Regions from separate parts of the Mus musculus genome. Here regions 1 and 3 are each linked to region 2. The links are chromatin contacts, called in public Hi-C maps. All regions are on one chromosome and are shown on one strand. The core of a region is the stretch at or near the end of the contact, and the rest is flanking DNA. Distances in the headings are between cores, read along the strand shown. Region 1 overlaps Runx1 (runt related transcription factor 1). Region 2 has its middle 27 kb from the start of Gm41499. Region 3 has its middle 25 kb from the start of Gm30474.

What was found. A called contact is a pair of places that touch in the nucleus more often than the background predicts.
Region 1: a contact with region 2 is called in a Hi-C map of muscle stem cells, with 4 times the contacts expected there. The contact joins two enhancer-like sites.
Region 3: a Hi-C map of muscle stem cells shows a contact between it and region 2, with 2.1 times the contacts expected there. The contact joins two enhancer-like sites. A contact is called at or near these places in 1 of 15 datasets of contacts at CTCF or cohesin (the NIH/3T3 cell line), 1 of 484 Hi-C or Micro-C datasets (muscle stem cells) and 1 of 9 other capture datasets (embryonic stem cells).

Annotation. Positions count from the first base shown.
Region 1 is chr16:92,785,295-92,790,076 of GRCm38.p6, forward strand. The region is part of intron 2 of Runx1 (runt related transcription factor 1); the gene reads right to left. Among named protein-coding and RNA genes, the nearest start is that of Gm30281, 25 kb to the left of the region's middle. Within about 2 kb of position 3,322, at least 60 of the 459 cell types and tissues checked have an H3K27ac peak or open chromatin away from gene starts, as enhancers often do. A contact at or near this core is called in muscle stem cells, where this site is marked.
Region 2 is chr16:92,927,830-92,932,019 of GRCm38.p6, forward strand. No RefSeq gene overlaps it. Among named protein-coding and RNA genes, the nearest start is that of Gm41499, 27 kb to the right of the region's middle. Within about 2 kb of position 2,447, at least 43 of the 459 cell types and tissues checked have an H3K27ac peak or open chromatin away from gene starts, as enhancers often do. A contact at or near this core is called in muscle stem cells, where this site is marked.
Region 3 is chr16:93,104,487-93,109,304 of GRCm38.p6, forward strand. No RefSeq gene overlaps it. Among named protein-coding and RNA genes, the nearest start is that of Gm30474, 25 kb to the right of the region's middle. Within about 2 kb of position 3,050, at least 38 of the 459 cell types and tissues checked have an H3K27ac peak or open chromatin away from gene starts, as enhancers often do. A contact at or near this core is called in muscle stem cells, where this site is marked.

The DNA.
Region 1 (4,782 bases), core at 2,072-4,571, 140 kb before region 2:
CAATTCTCCATGCTGATATTCAAATCCATTGCTTTGTGCTGCGGGGCCCTGTGTAATCCCGAAGTTGACAGACATGTCTCTTTCCTGCAGATGGTCTAAGATGGCTTCCATAATCAGACACATCCCACACGCTCCTCTCCCCCCCTCCCCCCATTCCTCCTGCTCAGGGTCCTTTACAGAGTCCTCTCTGCATTTGGGGTACATCTGGTGTGGGGGTTTTTGCAAGCTGGGGTAGCAAAGTCAGGGCCAGCCCCACCCCATGTGTGGGCTGAGGGAGTGGTCACCTGGGACCCTGTGCAGTGTCTCACTTTCTCCCTCTCTCTCTCACGATGCACGTGTTTCCCTAGCTACTGTATCTAAATGTCTACCCTTCAGGATTTATGCTTTGAGGATAGCTATCACATCTCGGCTGGGCCCATCAGGAAAGGGCTGAACTTTTTTTCTGTGAATATCTTGGCTTCCCTAATTTCCTTCCTCTTCAAAGAATTTACGGACACCAGAAAGTTTGAGAAAGGATGAAGAGAAGCCAATTTGACTCAAGTGGGGACCACAGAGATCAACCTTATTTCCCTAAGAAAGCCCTTGTGGGCCTCCTCAGAAAGCCGCCATGTCTAGAGAGCATGACAGGACAGTCGGAGATAAGAGGAGCTGTCCCTGTGGATCTTGGCTCCCTCCCACCTTTCCCCTGCCACACTCATCTTCCTCCTTTTGGGAGATCTTTTTTAGGCTTTGAGCACCAGATGCCTCAAATTTGGAGAGTGAGGGAGAGCCAGAGAGCCTCATCCACTTAGTCAGCTCTGGTTGTCTTCTGTCCTAAACAAACCACAAACTGCCTCACCCCAACACATACACGGTAAGCACAGCCCCAGAGTGGATGTCCCTGTCCCACCCTGGCCTATCCACCATAAGCACTGCCCCTAAGTGGATGTCCCAGAATAGAACCCCTTGCCTCAAAGAGGCCAGCCTCCAAAGCTCTCTTTCACTAAGCAGAGGGGTGCATGGTAAGTGGGTAAGTTACAGGTCAGCATAGGGGTCCCAGAATTCAGGCCTGAGGGCGAACAGGGCACAGCTGGGCAGAGAGGGCCTTTATCTCCTGCCAGTTGGACCCAGAGATGGTTTTGGAGGCTGGAGTGCTCTGTGTGTTCCTGGCAGATGTTTCCCAAGCTACTCTGGTGGCTGTGGCTCCGGGCCTGGCCCAGAATAACACATTGTTAGCATATGTTAACAGTCTGCCTTTTCTCCAAAGATCACATAATGCTTTCCACTTAGTGTCTGTCTCGCAAGTGTTACTATCTGTTTTATGGTCAACAAAACCGAGATACAGTGAGGTTGGGGAGCACCCACATCTGAGTGGGAATGGGTTGGGGGGTTTGACCCTGGAGACCTGTGCTTCCTGAGTCTCAGCTGTTATTCACCAAGTGCCCTCCTCGACGGTTCCTTCCAGAATGCTCTCTCTGACTGACTGATCTCAAGATCTGGTAGGAGTTAAAAGGAACACATATGTTCTGATCTCCTCAATCTCTCTCTCTCTCTCTCTCTCTCTCTCTCTCTCTCTCTCTCTCACACACACACACACACACACACACACACACACACACACACACACACACACACTGCAGTGTTTAGCATGTGGTGACAGATGAAAGAGGAGGGACTCTGTTTCGGTACAGGGTTTTGTGACCACACATGGTTTCTTTCCTTCGCCCCAGAGGAAGCACATGAAATCAAGACTGAGCTCGAGGGTTGCCCACCTCCCTCCCCTCCCTCCTCTCCCTCCCCTCCCTTCCCTCCCTTCCCTCCCTTCCCTCCTGTTCTTCCTCCATCTGAAGCCCTACTCTTTCTGTCCCCTGAACTTTCTTAGTAACTGGTCACTGATACCATTCCACAGAAAGAGGAACCACCAGGCTGAAGTGAAGTGGAAATTTCCAGAAGACTTCAGTGGCTCTGAACAAGGACAGCGCCATGCTGCTGGGGCAGGAGAGGCTTGCAGGGAGGCTGCTGATTTAGGGTGTGCTGACTCCCTCGTAGGCAGAGGGCTCCATAACTGTCACTCAAACGAAAGCAAGAGATTTCCTGGGTGGAGACACCTAAGAGGAGCTAGAAATGTAGAAAGCCAAGTCCTTAGGAAAATAACTACAGAGCAAAAGTTGCCAGGACTGAAGATTACAAAGCACAGCCTGGAAATTAAAGACCTAAATGAATGGAAAGACAAAACCACTGAGAGACTGTGCTCCATGCCATTGAGAGACTGTCCTCCATGCCATTGAGAGACTGTGCTCCATGCCATTGAGAGACTGTGCTCCATGACTTTGAGAGACTGTGCTCCATGCCATTGAGAGACTGTGCTCCATGCCATTGAGAGACTGTGCTCCATGACTTTGAGAGACTGTGCTCCATGACATTGAGAGACTGTGCTCCATGCCATCGAGAGACTGTGCTCCATGACATTGAGAGACTGTGATCCATGCTTTTGAGAGACTGTGATCCATGCCATTGAGAGGACAATCAAGCAATCTACAGATTGAATGTAGTACTTACTGAAATCCCAATGGAATCTCTCTTTCTCTCTCTCACTCTCTCCATGAGTGTGTGTGTGTGTGTGTGTGTGTGTGTATGTATATGTGTGCACACATATATGTGCAGATGTGTGTGGAGGTAGGAGGTGGGGAAACATACCTCAGATAGTGTTTGATAGTGCTCTGTTGTGGTTGTTTTTCTTTTTCCTAGACAGGGTCTCTCACGGCCTGGACCTTACTGAGTAGGTGAGGCTGGCTCACTTGATGTATTTCTCACCATTGAGGATCGCCATCTTTGGTCACTGCCACATTACCAGGACAGAACACATAATAAGCACATAGACAATCCTCAAGATAACAACTTACTAAATGCACACGGAGGAGATAAATATATCTGCACCTTGCCCTTTTGCAATAAAGCAAGCGAATACGAGGGGAATTTTGTAGTGCCCTGGGGAGCACAGCCGTGCTGGACGGTGAATTGTCACCACACACGTGAAGAAGCAGTGCTGATTTCTTTTGCTTCCTCCATCTGAGAAGCAAGTTTGTTCCTCTGGGCTGTCTCCAGATCCTCACATCCAAGGCTTGGCTCTCTGGATCACAATCCATGTGAAATCACTTCCCCATCTGAGAAAGTCATCAGGGGATCTTAATCCATCTTAATCATCAATGGCAAAGGGGCCCTGAGAGTGGAGATGCAGTTATGACTGTGTGGGATGCCAGCACTTGGCTTCATCTGGGTGAGAGCGAGTCTCCATAGCAAGGAGCCGACAGCTGGCGGGAACATTGCAGAGCTGTCTGCAAGTGACTGAGCTGGGTAGGCCGGAATGGGAGCCTCCCGCAGGGAGACACTTAGGACTTGTAGACGCGACTACGTCCAAACAAATGTTCAATTTCATGCTTAACTGATGATCTCCACTTTGATGACGAGTGACCAAGAGGAAAGCTGTCTGTTAAAAGGTGACTCACCCGCCTCTCGTTTTAAATCAATCTTGGGAACATGGTCCTGAATTACATCACTGACCTCCTGAAGACGGGAAGTCTCTGAGAGAAAATATCCCAGAACCACAGATTCTGTGTGAGGGTCGATACCTTGTGAGGGAGCCTCTTCGTTCCCAGGGATGGCTGTTACCGAAGGACAGGAGGACTGAGCTGTCCCTGAGACCAGCAAGAAGAATTTCCTACCCTGGTGATGAACAGGCTGACAGTGACAGTGACTGTCACTAAGTGCCTAACCTGAGCACGTGTGAAACATCTTCAAAGTAATAACAGAACTAAGGGGTGGCTTATGCTTTGCAAGCACAAGGACTTGAGTTCAAAAGATGCCCTGTCTCAGAAAACAAACAGGTATAGAAAGCCCCAGGACATGCCTTTTGTATGCACCCATAAGCTGTGGAGGTTCATGTCGTTGCATAAATCTGGAATCCTGGCATGTGGGAGGTTGAGTCATGAGGATTGTGGATCTGGGGGCAGCCTGGGCTACTTAATGTTCGGCCAGCCTAGGCAAGCTAGCAAGATTCTGTCTCAAAACAACAAACAGACAAAAAAAAAAAAAAAAACAGGCCAGCAAACTAAAAGAGTCTACATGAAGACTATAGATAGATGATAGGTAGATAGATAGATAGATAGATAGATAGATAGATAGGAACGTGAGACATAGGTTTCTCTGTAAGCACCTTGGCACAGCACTAGCAGTGAAGTCTTTAGTCTTATAGCACATTTCAAAAGCCCCAGAATGAAATCAGCTCCCATCTATGAGAATTTTAAGAGAAGGCAAGGCTGAATCTCAAAGTTCACGCTCACAAATTCCGTCTTCATCTCTTCATTCTTTGCTGATAGACTATCTCACTCTCCTGGGTGGATCAGCGATTTGGTGAACTAAACACACAACCCCTTCCCATCCCCCTACCCCTACTTCCAGCCCATCCTATGGCCTCTGTATGGGCAGATTTCCTTCTGTAATGAGACCATGGCTCTGCAGAGAGGAAACAGTGAATGTTCAAGGGCAGAATGGAGACAGGCTCCCACTTCTGGCATCTTGGGGAGGTGACTGTCCTAGGCTTCCGGTGGACATTCCACCCTGGAGGACACCAAACCTCCAAGAACACAGCAGCAGTGCCCTGGCTTTAAGTTCTTGCCATGTCACTGTCACTGTCACGGAGCAACGTTTCTCTGACTCTCTCCAAGGCCCCAAGGTCAGTTTCATTTTTTGTGCCTCAGTGTTTCATGACTAACTCAGCCACATCACTCCCCTTTCTGCATCACA
Region 2 (4,190 bases), core at 1,197-3,696:
TCAACTCAGGATGGGGCTGCCTGGGTGGTGGGGGAAGGCAACATGCAGCAGACATCTGACAGGAAGCAGTGTGGTGGTGGTGGTGGAGGGAGAGCTACTGGAAACCGTGCAGGTTGGTCTCAGACAAATGAACACAGGGACCCTGTGGCCCCCTCTCCTTGTCTGTCTTCCTCTCTAGGTGTGCAGTAAGGAATTCAGTGGGTGCATATCTAGGAGCAGATGTGGGAGAAGAATACAATGGCAGACAGAATTCTCTGTGGAGAAACGGATGGCTAGCCAGTGTGAAGCCTGATGCCTGAGGCAGTTACCAGAATCATCCCGATCCATTTGTATACACATCTTGGCATTAGCCCCATTGCACAGCTAAGGAAAGTGAGGCTTAATGGGCTTACACAACCTGCCCAGCATTATATGAAGCTCTTTAGGCAGAGGCCCCACTTCACGGTTATATGCTCAACTAGAAGAAAGCTTGCAGTATAGGGTATTTCCTGCCAGGGAGTGGAGAGGCAGACCTCTGCCATGTGTGGCTTCCAGGTCTCTGCCCTCTCTAAGCGTGAGCAGATGGGTGATGGGCGTGTCAGATCCTCCGGCAGCCCAGACACACATGGAGTGGGCATGTGAAATCAATCAGCCCAGTCAAAGAAGGAAAAGGTTTTGGCCTCCCTTGTGTCCCACATGTGGAAGGTATCGGAGCGACAGAGGAAGGAGGTGTGAAAGTCTCCAGTCCCCCCCCCCCCCCGCACCCCCCCTCCTCACTCCCCAGGCAGGGGAAACAGCTTGAGCACACGTGGGAAGACCAAGTCAGGCCCCTGAATCCCTGTCATGTTGATGGCTTGCTGCAGCCTGGGGTGTGCAGGGTCCATCTTGGGGTGGTATGAGAAGTATAGTCAGATAGTCAGAGGAGGGCGTCTTCCTTCCCACACTCCTCTCAACCTCTGCCTCTCTGCTGTGATGTTCCTCAAGCAGTGCGGGCCTCAGAAGGCTAAAGGGAGAACCCGTGCTCAGAGATGTCAGATCTCGAAATTATTCACCACTTGAGACCCATGCTTGCCAGGTTTTTCTAGCTGGTTCGTGCAGCATCAAGCCACGGCACAAGTGGGCACCATGGAATGCCACCCTGAAGCCAGGTTGCCACACAGAATCGAAGGTGAAGATCCAACCAGAGTGTCCATGAACTCCATCCTCCTCCTCTTTCATTAGGAAGCTCGTTCTGTAGCCTGGCCTTGGAATGAACAGAGATTTGGAGGAACCAAAGGATGCAGGTGTTTCTAGCTGCTGGGAGCTATGTCTGCTGCACATGAAGGGATGACTCTCTTGGGTAAGAGAAGCCTTACCTCTCTGTAAGGACACTGAGACTCAAGCCTTCTCTCTACAAAGAGAGTTATCTCCCCAGTGAATACACTATCTCTTGTCTTGCACAGGGAGACTCCAAATGCACCTTCCTTCCCACCCTCCAAACACCACTGCATTGGGTGTCCCATTTGCATCAATAACTCAAACAATGATTGGTCCTCCCCCTACCTCACTGGTTCCTCAGGAAACCAGGTCATCTGGTCCAGACCTGCCTTTCACTCACTCTTTCTTTTATCCATTCTTCCCCCAACAGACTCTAGGATGACACTCTTTCCCACTTATCCTTCAAACCTAGGGCTTGCCAGTTCACATGTGTTCCAGCCTTGATTAGTTTCCTGGGCTGAAGGTGGTTACTCTAGGCAGATTCAAGCACTTAGTGTCTGGGTATTTGCTTCCTACTAGAAGCTCCACAGCCGTATATGGTACACACCAAGGAATCTTAGTTAGGATTTCTGCCATTGTGATACTGCTCTAGAGTGTCAGCAAGGATCTAGAGCCTGTGTCCACCCGTCAGCTGTAGGTGAGGAGGGAAGGAGCAGGCTTCTGAGACAATGCAGCAGACATGCTGAAGGGGTCTCAGAAATCTGCAGACACCTTGCTTCACAACATCCTCCTCCTTCAGAGTTTCCCTGTATCCATAGATGGGCACCCATAGTGTCACAGAGATGTCACATTTTGTCCAAGGGCATCTGTACAACTTGTTGAAAATTTACAGCTGGCCAACAGGCTCTCTTCACAGGACTGAGAGACCTTTACTACAGATTTCTTTCTCTTCTTCCTCCTCCTCTTCCTCCTCCTCCTCCTTTCCCTCTTCCTCCTGCTCATTCTCCTGCTTCTCCCTTTTCTCTTCCTCTTCTTCTTCCTCCTCCTCCTGCTCCTCCTCTTCTTTCTTCTTCCTCCTCCTCTTCCTTTTTCATCTCCACCTCCTCCTCTTCTTCCTCCTTCTCCTTCTCTCCTCCTTCTTCAACTTTCTTTGGCAGGTTGCTGGAGTTGAAAAATCTGACAAAATCTCACTAATTGCAGTGGAATGCACCACTCATGCCAGCAAGGATCATGCCGGGCAGGGCATCCTGTGACACAGACGCAAAGGCAGCTCAGTCAGGAGCTTGTGCTGGGTGACTCACAGGAGACTTGAATTGGGCATTGTGCACCACAGCTTCAACAGGTGTCCCTAGCATTCCAACTGCACCCCATGTCCAATGGACAATGCCAGACTGGGCCAAGAAGCCTTTGGGGGATGAGTGCGGGGACATCTGCAGGCTTAACCTGCTCTGCACCCGTGCTGTGCACACTCAGGGCCCAGCAAGCCCATGCCAAAGACAAGTGGGACTTCAGTTGTAAAATGGAAGCTGGGGAGGCCAAACAGGAGAGGCACAAAGTGCTTCCAAAGTTAACCAGCTTGTTAGGCAGCTCAAGCAATCATGGGGGCTGGAGGGTGTCAAGAAACAACCAGCGTTACAAAATCCAGAGAAAGGACTAAGGGAGAGAATTGTTCTGAAAGGTGGGTTGTGCATTTCATGGTTGAACCTCTGTGCTCCAGGCTTTTGATAATTTGGCACTCAAGACCCCTTTTACCTAAGATGTATGTTATAGCCACTCTTGTATACAGGTGTATAAAATAAGTATAAGATGAAACAGTTAGCTGAGCACAGTGATGCATGCATATAATTAATCCCAGTACTTGGAAGGTGAAAGCAGGAGGGTCACCTGTTCAAAGCCAGCTTTAGATACATTGTGAGTTGGAGGCCAGCCTTAGCTACATGAGACCCTATGTCAACAACCACCCACTCACCAAATTAAACATTCACTGATGACAATTAATAAAGAAATAAATTTTATAACATCACTTTGGTGAAAATATGATTCTATCGTTTATTTAAGGAGAAAGCCAATGTGTACATCAATGAGATGATATACATATTTCTATTTCCCTAAAGAATTACATCTTGTTTGAATGTCTCACCTGGCACAGCTATGGAATAGCTTCAATGTTGACTGATGCTTCGATTCAATAACTGTCAATGCTGAGAGTGGTACTTCACATGAGTTTGCAGCACGAGATGGGAGGAAGATTGTAAGAGCCATTTCTCACACTGTCGGAAATTTTGTATTAACCCCAAGCCAAACTACATCTAGATATATTTTAATGTGACTCAAGTTAGTAACTCTTAAAATCAAAACTTTGACACAAACCAATTCCTCATTGTTTGAACTTGGTTCACCCAGGAATGGCAGCAGAGAAGGACCGAGTGGCTCAGCTTTCTGTAATTGGACCTTTATGCTTCTATACAAACAGAACACCTTGTATATATCTCAATAAAAATACTATAGCTCATAACATACAATAATGTAGAATCTGAGCCAAGGTGTTTGGGCAGCATTTTTTAGTTTTATATGATAGGAAGGCATCCACTGTGCTCAATGCTCAAGTTGGGTTCAGGACAAGAGTCACTGTGGAGTTGCAGGATGAGATTTAGGATTTGTCACACATTTTCTTTGGCCTTAATATTTGGCTTTTGCATATTCAGAAGCTCTGTGCTGTTGTCAGATCTTTCATTACTCCCCATATAGGGTTATGACCCGCAGTTTAAGAAGCTGGGCTCTGAATAGTTAACTCGTCCCCAAATTTCAACCATACTATGTAAAATAAACCTGAAGTTACCTTCTCTCTGTAAGACAGCATTCCATGAATAATGCAAAAGTAAAGGAAGAACTGGCGGCCTTTAATTAAATGGAGATGAGCTGGGCAGGAGCGTGAGAGAACTCTACTGACAGCCTCGTTCTTGTTTGACAGGTGTTGAATTATACATGCATATACATCTTGCCCTAACTTTCAG
Region 3 (4,818 bases), core at 1,800-4,299, 180 kb after region 2:
CTAATTGCTAAATTGTTTTCTTCTGTGCATCTTTGCCAAGCACTGTCCTGAAGGTTCCTCTGAATGACAGGCCCCAGAATAGCATCTTAGCCTCTTGACCGCCAGTGAGTTGGGGAGCTTGGTTCATCTTGTTTATTCCTGACTGAGCCCCTCCCTGGTGTTCACAGAGGTAGCCCGGCTTCTCTGAGCCATAGAATGGAGGGTAGGTTGATTTCTGGCTCTCTACCCAGTGCCTCTTTTCAGAAGCAAGATCTAGGGCCACCTTTGGGAGGTTCTTGTAATGGTGAGGCAGGCATGAAAAAAGACCACCCAGGCTGGAAGGTTAACCAGATCTCAGTGTGCACCCTTGAACTTTTCCTGCCCTGCCCTCATGGGTGGAGTTATAGTACCTCATTATAGTCCTATAAAGTCATGTCCCTTTGAGGCTCCATCTCCTTGGTCAAGGAGAAAAAGGCACTCTTAACCAGCACTGGGAAACCAGCTTTCCATGAGAGGAGATGGGGACACATGAATGCGCGTAGGTAAGGATTTTCTGAATGAGCTGTAGGCGCTGCTATAATAACCAAAAGAACATTCTAGGACATTCTAGGGCTTTCATTAAAGTCCTGACCCCCAGAACCTTAATATATAACTTTTGAGAAAAAATGTTATCCATAAAACTAGATAAGGTACCCTGCTATACAGTTGTCTTAACTGAGAATGATGTATGTCCTTATAAAAGGAGGAAGGGGACAGACAGACACATGGGGAGACTAAGGTAGAGGCAGGGATATTGTATGTATAAGCCAAAGAAGCCCAAAGATGACCAATAAAACAAGCAGAGCTTGGGAGAAAGTTGTAGAACAGACTCCCTCCCTGCCATGGCCCTCAGCAGGAACATATTTATGGATAGCATCTTGGGCTCCCGAAACCATGTATTTCTATCCTAGGCCGTGGGGGCCAGGGTGGTTGCTCTACCTTTGTGGGTAGTCCCATCATTCCCTGTGTGTTCCTCCAAACTTACAAGGTTTGTGGTGGGGTGATCTGGCCTGACCACACTCACACTGGTTCACTGACTCCCTTCTTGGAGCTTCCCCCACCTGCATCCCAACACTTCACACACAGTGAATTCTGTGTTATTATTGTTACAGCAGCCCCTACAGCTCTTTCAGAAAATCCTTGCCTGAGAGCACTCATGTGGCCACAGACTCACCACTCATGGAGAGCTGGCAAGAGTGTCTTGTCCTCCTTGACCAAGGTGATGCAGCCCCACAGGGATATGACTTTATAAATTTCCGAAGGGGGGAGTTCTGTACACTCTTAGGGAAGTTTTGCAAGAATCAAAACTTGAGACTTGCTGGGTCCCTTGGAAGAATGAACATTGCCTCTGGAAGTTGCACTGTCTTCATGTGAGAAGCTAACCTGAGGTCTCCCTCTGTAGCCAGCATCATCAGAACAAATCTTCTCTGAGAGATGACTCTATGGCACCATGAACAACCTCTGCTAGAAATCAGTCTGTCTGTCCATCTCTCCAAGTTCTCCGCCATAATGGAAAATCTTCTGAGAAAGGCATTAGCCTGCTATGCATTTTTGAAGTGGTTATTTCCATTGTTTTTATTTACACGTGTGCATGCACATGTGTGCACCCGTGTCTGTGTGAACAAATCCCATGTGCACACATATGTTTGCAGTACTCAGGAACACCAGAAGATGCTGTTTGATCGCTGGAACTGGAGTTACAGGTGGCTGTGCACCACCTAAAATAGGTGCTGAGAACCAAACCTGGGTCCTCAGTAAGAGCAGCAAGGGCTCTTAGCTACAGAGCCAGCTCTCTAGCTCAGAGTACTTCTAGAAACACATTATAGATGACACTGTTTACGTCATCTATAACATTTTGACATAAAAGTAGACCATTTTTGATCTTATGAGCAGTTCTGAAATGACTTTCACTCTTGTCAGTTATAATTATTTATTTCCTCAGACCAAGTCCTTAAAAGTGAGATTATTTTAGGTCGAATTATATATTTCAAATCTTAAAAAATTCAGATATCCCATTTTCTCTAGCCTTTGAGAACAGTAAAAAAAAAAATGTGTGGATAAGATCAGTGCCTCAACCTACACATAAGCTATTACATTATTTCCTAATTTTTTTCAGGAGCAAAAGGTCCTTCATTGAAGGTCAACCACCTTTCTCATGAGAAAAATGTTCATTTGTTCTAAAGAGGGTTGTGGTGAGGATGGGGCTTCTCAAATTAGGTCTGCCTTCCTTTCTCTCTCTCTCTCTCTCTCTCTCTCTCTCTCTCTCTCTCTCTCTCTCTCTCTCTCTCTCTCTTTCTTCCCCTAAACAGAAAGAAAAAAATTTTTGATGATGTCAAGGGGTGCTAAGCTGAAAGAGTTCAAAGTGCCAAGGGTATTTAGCGGTCTCCCTGCCCCTGCATTCCCAAGCCATGCAATACAAGGAATAGTCTGAGAGCTGGCCGTGCACTTAATCCCACAGGAGCGGCCTTGGCAAGCTCCTCGGGATCGTTCTTGTAATCCTCAGAAGCTCACGGATTCCAGGAAGCCTCCATGCCTTTTGCAACCCAGGCTTGCCTCCCATGAATCTTCCTGACTCAGAGTTTGCAGCATTTGCTAATTTTCATAGAGCGTCACACAAATCCTCTACCACTGTCTACCCCTCAATCATAAAAGTGCCACTCGGATTTACAGCCCCCCCAAAGTCAACAGAGCCTCCCCTTGCAGGCACAGGGGAGAAGGATCTGGAACCACTTGATGGAGTGCACCTCATAACAGCAGGATAACAGCGTGCCACGTTGGTTGCCACAGCTCATCTGGGTTGAGGCTGCCTGGTCAGTGCTTGGATATCTTTGAAACAGAATCACATTCTTCAGGAGGTGGCGACTGTAACACAATAAACAGCAGCTGTTCCCAGGGCTTGGAAATAATACCTCAACATTCGCATAGTGTTTGGTGCCAAGAGTTAGGTCCCGTTATGGTTAAGGCCAACATAGAACTTCTAGGCAAATAAATACATGAGTAACAATGTCCTGTTAGGACTGGAGGGATGACTCGGAGCTTTAGAGCAACTGTTGTTCTTTCAAAGGATGTGAGTCGCCTCCCAATACTTGCATTGGTCGGTTTATAACTGCCCATAACTCCACTGGCATCTGACGCCCTCTTCTGGCCACAAGGGCACCTGCACACACATGCAGCACACACAGACACATAAATTAAAAGTAAATATAAAGGACTGGAGACATGACTCAATGGTTTAAAGCATTAGCAGTTCTTCCAGAGAACTCCAGTTCAATTCCCAGCACCCACCATCTAGAACTTCGTTTTCATTTCAGGGGAGCTGAGCCCCCTCTTCTGGTCTCCCCAGACAATGTACACACATGGTGCATACACACACATTCACACAAAATATTGAAATTAAATGTACATTGCTCCCATCAATTTCTTTACAGTCTTAATTTGTACATATTACCCAGGAATCTCACACACATGGAATTTTCCATTCTTTCCAATCTTTCTAACGAGCACTCCATCTCAGCATAGTCCTAAAAGCTTTCTAAAGACCCTTTTAAAGTAAAAGGCCAGAGCCTGTCTTGTTTATAAGACACCAGGATTCCAAGCTTCCAGAAAGCCCATATAAGTAACCCCAGAAATAGGTAGTGCATTTAATAGAAATCTGAGCTCATCAATTTTACATGATCCTCACACACTGAGTGTGGAATGCTGATGAGGATTTGATGTTGACAGGAGATTCATTTGCAAACACAAGTGGCTGGAGAGATGATTAAATCGGTGAATAGTTTGTCAATATCTATTTCATGTTAGCTCTCACTATCAAGACCAGTAGCTGTGGCTTTGATGACAATAATAAATAATAATTAGGATATGGCGCTGTTCTGGTTGCAAGCATACAACACTTTTTGTTATGGACCTAAAAAGATGTATATTAAGTTATATGTGTACTCCCAACCCTGACAGGCCAGCCTTAACGAACGTTTGAGGGAGTCATGAAATCCATATTGTCTTATGGTCCTTGGTGTGCAGAGATGGCTTCTGTCTTCTAGGATAAAGAGTACAGAAAGCTCGTGTTGTGCACACCTAGGTGACAGGGACAAGATGGGGTAGCTTTAGATCAAATACAACTGCTGGATGTCTGGCTTATTCCTCAATGAGGACTGGCACCAAGCCTGGGAGACAGTGCAGGAAGTCAAGTGTCCGCCTTGACAGCGTGAGGACCCAAGTTCAAGGACCCACGCTTAAAAAGGTGTGTGTGGTGGTGCATGCTTGTAATGCCAGCTCTGGGGAGGCGGTGACAGTTGGGTCCCTGGGGTTTGATGACCAGTTAGGGTGAGATTCTATCTCACAAAACGAGGTGGATGTACCTGAGAAGTGACCACAACCTTCTTGTTGACAAGCGAGGAGGTGAATTGAAGTGAAAGCATCCGAGGGGGCATCCCTGACATCACAGGGCACCGCAGAACATGCTACGTTCTCAGAGAGTCGATTCTCAAGTTCATGGTGCTTGTGCCGCTCACTAATCTCAGGGACCTTCAGTAGGATGGAGGATATTTGAAAGCAGAAATTGGATCTTTTGGGGTTGTGGCCAAGCCCCAACTTCTCCAGTTCTGAGGCATTACAATGCTTGGTGCTTTCCTTAGGATGTCACAGATGCTATTCTGCGGTCTTAGCTACATAAAGAGATAGGGCTTAATTATTTAACATGTCACTCTCAACCATTAAAATAGTGACTAGGCTCTTGCCAGAACAGATTCTATAAAATATCAAAATAAAGTCAATCTTTAAAAAAAGGGGGGGGGAACTATT